Regions from separate parts of the Mus musculus genome. Here region 1 is linked to region 2. A link is a contact called in public promoter capture Hi-C data. All regions are on one chromosome and are shown on one strand. Each heading gives the region's core, a stretch centred on a gene start, on an enhancer-like site or on the middle of the called end of the contact. The rest is flanking DNA. Distances are from core to core; before and after follow the strand shown.

Region 1 (3,295 bases), core at 239-2,738, 4.1 Mb before region 2:
ATCCCTTCAAACCTTAACTTGGGAATGAATTTTGTTGCTATGTGCAGACATCAATACAAGCAAATTGAGGTAAAACAATGGTTTTTCTTAGTTGTCAGCACCTGCAATCCCAGCACTGAAGAAGCTGAAGAGGAAGGATCCCAGGTTCGAGGCCAGCCACAGTAAATTCAAGAGCAGCCTAGGCAACAAGGTGAAACCATTTATCTAAAAACAACAAAATGATCTTGTGAGGGCTTAGGGAAGCTTCGCACGGACTCCTGACTCTGAAGTGGAAGCTTGCTTTTTTACTTATGTTGTTGTTTTGAGGAAGCCTGCCTGCAATCCTAATTCAGTTGGTATCTCAGGTGTACACCACCATCTGACACCCAACAGAAATATAAAAATGCCCTAGGTGTACTGAAAAGAAACTATACGACAAAACTGTATTTCGCTTTACAAGTACACTATCTTCTTTAGAGAAGACTATACAAAGGGTCTCTTAACTAAATCTTCACACGCAGTAAAGCCATCCTTGTAGATAAGATTCTAGATTCTATTACCTAAGAAATAGGACGCCAAAGTGTTCAAGCATCATAATCAAGAAATGTTTGCCAGGTTTTCACTTTCAGGTTAAAAAACAAAACTGCTGTCACCTCAACAACGGGACCAGACAAACCTTGCCACCATTACAAAACCCAAGCGCCAAAGGTGCAGAATATGAAGCTCATCGCTCTACTGGGCCAGAATTGAGTGTCCAAGGAGGAGGGAAAACAAAAAACAAAAATAATATCAAAACCGGGAATGCAACGCGGGTCTCCTCCGCGGATCGAAGCGGGGAGACGCGCGGTAGGCCCTTCCGGTCCGAGTTGCCGTCACCGATAGGCCGGGCGATGGGCCGAGCTTCCACCCGAGCCCGAGGATTCTCGGCCTACACGAGCCGGCGCCCTGACGCCGGCGTCGGCCTTTGCGGCGCCTCGGACTATGCACCGTGGTTTGCAACAGAAGCCCGGGACGCCACCGAGTGTCCTGGAGGAGCTGCGCGGAACGCCGAACCTAAGCAGGCCGACCGAGGACGCGGCAACGGCAGAGGAGGCCGTGGCCGCCCCTCCCCCACCGGGCCGCCCGCCCCAACCGCCGCGGCGACGCGAGCAGCCTTCTCCGCGCCAGGCCCAACCGCCGGGCCAGCCGAGGCCAAGCGAGGCGGCCTCCAGGAGCTCCGCCCGGCCTGCCCTCCACCACGACCGCGAGAAGCCGCCCGGGGCCCGTTACTCCGCGCGCCGCCACCGGTCAGGACGCGCCGCCCTCGGGCTGGAGCGACCAACGACAGCGGGAGACCGCGGAGCAGAGACTTACTCAGGGGTCGGGTGCTCGGGATCGTAGAAATCCCCCATCTTCGGTGGCGGCTGCTGCGACGGCAGCGGCTTCATGAGGAGCGGCTGGAGGCGGCGACGCTAGCCCCCTCCCCGCGGCAGGCCGATGCGGGGGAGGGGACCGGAGGGGAGGCGGCCGCTGGTCCGATCGCGGCGGCGGCAGGGGCGGCCGGCGTCGCTGGCTGGCTGGCTGGCCCGCCCGCCCGCTCTCTCGCTCTCTCGCTCGCTCCCTCCCTCCCTCCCTCCCTCCAGCAACCGCCCGCCCGCCGCTCTCACCCTCACACACTCACTCCCGAAGCGACGCGCACCCCGCCCGCCCTGCAGCCTTGCAGGCCCAGCCCCTTAAAGAGACACGCACAGGGCAGCCCACCGGCCGCCAGTCGGCGCGCCAGCACCACCGACCCTGGCAGGGGCGGGGTACAACCCGCCGGCCAGGCCAGGCCTAGCCTGCGGCCTCCCGGAACAATAAGTCCCGGGGCCGAGTGTTGGAGGCGGGTCCCGGAGCTGGAGGGGAGCCACCGCTGCCCCTCCCTGGACAGCGTCCGTCCCGGGAACAGCCCAAGGCCGTCAGGACACCCGCCTTCATCCTTCGAAGCCCTGGGAGAGCCTGGCCTCCGGGCACTGAGGTAGCGCAGCTGCCGCCCTCGCCCGCTTGCTCCTTTATTCGGTCTCTCTCGCCCCTTCAACTGGCTCTCGGCCGCGCACCGAAAACCAAGCTAAGCAGGGGCTGCTTCTCAGCCTGGGCTTCTCGGACACGCCCTCCGCCCGCCAGCCTCCCGCAGCCCCCACCACCGTGTTCCCACCGAAACCACCTCACCGCGGTATTCTGCCCTCGCCCTAAAAGTCAGAGAGGCTATGTTTGTTAGACCTGGGGGGGGGGGGTGGTCCTGAGGAAAAGGTTATTAATTAGTCTTACTAAAAAAAAAAAAAAAAGTTAGATTAAACTAGAAACTTTTTATTTCTGGATTAGCAGGATTTCGTGAAACTATTAGCTAATTTACACCTCGCTGAATTTATAGCAGTTGCTTATCATGAAAGTGGCAGATTAGATAGTTGAGATCTTTTGTGGAATTTTCTTTGATTAGCCACTAATTTTTTAATTGGAATCACCAATAAATTGAAATGTGATCTAACAGAATCCTTCACTAGCTAACTTGGCCGTATTGTTTAGACAAACATCTTCTGTAGTTAAGACTTACCCTGAACACTTGAATGCTTCATCCTGCCTACAACCTCTTGGGTGCTGGGATTCTAGGTTTTTTGTTTTGTTTTTCAAGACAGGGTTTTTCCTGTGGCCTAGAACTCAAATCCATCTGCCTCTGCCTCCCATGTGCTGGGGTTAAAGGCGTGTGCCACCACTGCCCAGCCTAAAATGTATTTTTAAAATTGTTTTTATAGGAATGGTATGTGTTGAGCCACACACATGCGCACGTGGAGATCAGAGGATAACAGTGAGTCCATTTTTGTCTCCCATGTGGGTCCTGTAACTTACATCATAAGGCTAGGCAGAAAGTGCCTTTACTCACTGAGCCATCTACCATGCATTTACATTTTTTTTCACTTGTATGTAGGCTAGCAGAATTTTTTTATCATTTTGTTTAGAGGTTAATCTGGATTTTTTTTTTCCTGGTAACTTTTACTCATATCATGGAAGTTCAAGGTCCACCAAAAACAAAACAAAACCCGCTCTAGGTTTCAGTCTCCCACGACCATTTTGTTTTGCATTCATTGGTGAGCTTTCCTTTGTGGCTGAAACTTGCTATGTGCTATACTGACCTCAAACTCAAAATCCTTACCCCAGCTTCCCTGATGCCTGGATTACAGGTGCCAGACACCACAACCTGCTGAAGATGAAAGTTTTGTTGTGAACAGATTCTCTCACTGCTGTGAGGATAAAAGGAGGGACTTGTGAAACCCCGAACTTCCTCTTTTTGATTCTTTTTGAG
Region 2 (3,083 bases), core at 266-2,765:
CACAACTGGAAAAGCCTCACCAATCAAGAGAGGAACCAGAGGCCTAGGGAGGAAGGGGGTTGTTTAGCGGACTGCATGGGAGGCGTCGGGCAGGCCAGGAGACCCCGTGGGTCCACCTGTACAGCTTAGCGCTCTTTCTTTCCTTCAGGAGCTAGGAACTGGGAATGGAGGCTGGAGGAGAGTGGGCGGGTGGACAGAGCCTGTCTGGGGACACAGGGTGGGGCAAGCCATCCTCTCTGCAGCCTGGGCCTGCCAGGGTGTGTGGGCCGCCCGCTCCCAGCCCCCCACCCTGAGCATGCAAAGAGAACAATCCCCTTGTGTTTGGGCAGCCTGAGCCTGCGTGCTGATGAAGGCTACGGGGTGGGGGCTGGGATAGGGGTGCTTTGAAACAAGAAGGGGTTCCAGGACCTAGAAAGATAATACTCTCAAATGGAAAAAACAATAGACCCTCCCAGATGTTGGCCCTGAGGCCACCAGGGTGACCCCACTGAACACTGAACGCCAGAGATAACTCCTGACCAAAGCTTAGTGTGTTTATAGGGAAGACAGGAACCCTGGGGACACATGCCTTGTTGGTCCAGGGAGAAGGTAACGTCTTTGGCTTGGTGGGAACCCAAAGCCACACATTCTGAGAGAAGGGGTGTGAAAGGACCAAGGTACATCCCCTGGAGGACCATTCCCTTGGGTGCCGGGGTGGGGCGGGGCTCTGGGTGCCACAGGTCTCAAGATGGCGGGCCTGGTTTAGGAGTGTGAGGAGGTGGGCACCTCCCTCTCCTAGCCAGGGATGCCTGAAGGCCAGGTTTAAGTATGTGGCGGAGTCCCTTCACCTCCATCCCCAGTACCCCAGCCAAGAAGCTAGGTCAGAGCTGGAGATGAAGAGCCACAGGAAGGGGGGAGAACACTGTGCTCCCAACTATCTCCATCCACCTTGGCCTGGAGGTCTGTGTCTGGCTCCCCGAAGGACTGCAGAGAATGGGAAGGGGTGTGTGTGAGAGCCAGGAGCTGCAGAGAGTGGCAGATGAGAACAGGGACGAAGTAGAACCCGAACCCGGGACATGAGGTCCAGAACTGAGAGCTCAAAGGACAGAAACGGCAAACAGGATGAGAGCTTCAAACCTGGTACCCAAGGTCCAAGAAACCCCTCCCTGTAGTGGGGTGTTCCCCTGGAAAACCAACGCCCCCCACCTGTACAGGCCTCAGCCGCATTGGACAGAAAACGTGTTCTTCGCAGCGCCCCCCCCCCCAGGACCGCGATCGGGTGCACACTGGAGCCGATTCCCCGCCCCCCCCCAGCGAACCCCCAAACTTCAATGGCCCGCGGTGCCCCGCCCGGCCCGCGCCTTACCTCGCTGGGGCTGTTCTGCGGCGGCGGCAGCGGCTGGGCCGCTCAGTCCCACATTGTCCCCGGGAAAGGCGGCCGCTCACAACTGCGAGTGACATCAGCTGCGAACAATGAGGGGTTTGACAGGCGCGGAGCCCGGCCGGCCCGGAGCCCGGCTCCGCGCCCCCCCACCCCCACCCCCCGGCCCGCCTGGCCCGGCCCCGCCCCGCCCCCTCCCCGGATCCGATTACAGCGCGGCGGGCCCGCCCCAGCAGCCCCAGTGCCGCAGCCGCCCGCCCCGCCCCGCCCCGCCCCGCCCCGCGCGGTCCGGCGCCCCGAGCATCCGTCGTTTCCGGGAGGGAGCGATGGACCCTTCCCATGCGGCTCACCAGGGGCCCCGGATCCTCCCTGTATGGCTCTCTCCCGGCCTGTCCTTCCCGCCCAGCGCTTCTGCGGAGCTCCCCGCAGCCTTCATCTCAGTCCTGGCCGCGCCTCCCGGCTTCTGTCCCACAGCCCTCTGCCCTGCCCCGGCTCTTGCTTCTTCACCATCCTTCACTCCGGGGTCCAGCCCACCTAGACCCGCTACCTCCGGCGTCCGCACTGTCCGACCCTGGTCCTGGTCCTCCCAGGAGAGGCTACCCGACCAGCTGGAGGAGGGGCATGAGAGCCGTTTGGCCCTTAAACAACCTGTCCCGTGATCCTTCCAATCTCCTGCCAAATTCCTTTTGGAGCTAGGGTCAGAGTGCCATTAACTCCTTTACTAGGAAAGGGATAGGTTGTGTGTGTGTGTGTATATGTGTGTGGGTGGGTGTGTGGGGGGGGGGGGGAATTGAGCCTGCCCTTCCCCCATCTCAGAGCAGATATTCTCCCCCTTTCAGTAATCGGCTCATATAGGTCCCACTGACCTACACCTCCCCCCTCAGCTGAGTCTCTTGGCACCTGGATGTATGTGGGTGGGGAGGGGAATCCAATCTCCCTTTCCCTCCATCTGGCCTAGTGGACAAAGGGCAGGGGGACCATTTGGTCCCGCCAGGGTGGGGGAGGAGCCCACAGTGGCAGTCCCAAGGGGAAGGGGGAGGGGCGGCGCTCCGGAGACAGCAAAAGCATGTGAGGTCTAATTGTATCACTTTATTTCAGGGACCTCCGAAGTCGGTCTCCTCTCCTTATCCCACTCCCAAACCTCAGGGCAGGAAATGGGCTTGGCTGAGAAGATCCGTGCTTGATTACCTGGGGAGGTATGCAGCCCCTAAGGGAGATTTGAAGAGCACCTCCCCTTCTGAGGAGGCCATTCTGGTCTGGGACCAGTTGCAACGGGTAGGTAAGAGAAATCTAGCGGTGGCCACATTTTTATCCTGGCAAGTGGATCTCTGTTTACAAAGATTCCCTCCATCCTTCAGGAAACTGCACATGTACCTGTGCAAACTACACAAGAATGTGGGACCCCTGTGCTGCTCCCAAGGGAAAGGTTCTGTCTGGGTGTGGGATGGATCTAAACAAGCAATACCCATATGCTGTCTGTGGTCTAAGGGGGGTGGGCGGCAGAAGGAATGGCTGTCCTGTGGAGCGGCTGAAGAGAGAGATGGATCAGAAAGTGAAGTAAGGCAGAAGTGAGAACCAAGCGGGGAGCCTGTAGAGGAAGCTTATGGATTACCCACAATCAGAGTTCTCCCCTTGAACCCGACGCTTTTTCCACTTGATTTACCGCCTTGATCTGATCTGTCACTGCAAGAGAAAAACAGAAATGACAGCAACCCAGACAGAT

The links. Promoter capture Hi-C pulls out the DNA fragments that hold promoters and counts their contacts.
Region 1: a contact with region 2 is called in a promoter capture Hi-C map of cranial neural crest. The contact joins the promoter of Setd2 here to the promoter of Pcbp4 in region 2.

What each region holds. Positions count from the first base shown.
Region 1 is chr9:110,530,790-110,534,084 of GRCm38.p6, reverse strand. It overlaps Setd2 (SET domain containing 2), which reads right to left and starts at 1,488. Exons shown (of 21, transcript NM_001081340.2): 1 at 1,333-1,488. The coding sequence starts at 1,406.
Region 2 is chr9:106,452,270-106,455,352 of GRCm38.p6, reverse strand. It overlaps Pcbp4 (poly(rC) binding protein 4), which reads right to left and starts at 1,515. Exons shown (of 13, transcript NM_021567.5): 1 at 1,346-1,515. Abhd14b (abhydrolase domain containing 14b) reads right to left here. Exons shown (of 4, transcript NM_029631.3): 4 at 2,435-3,083.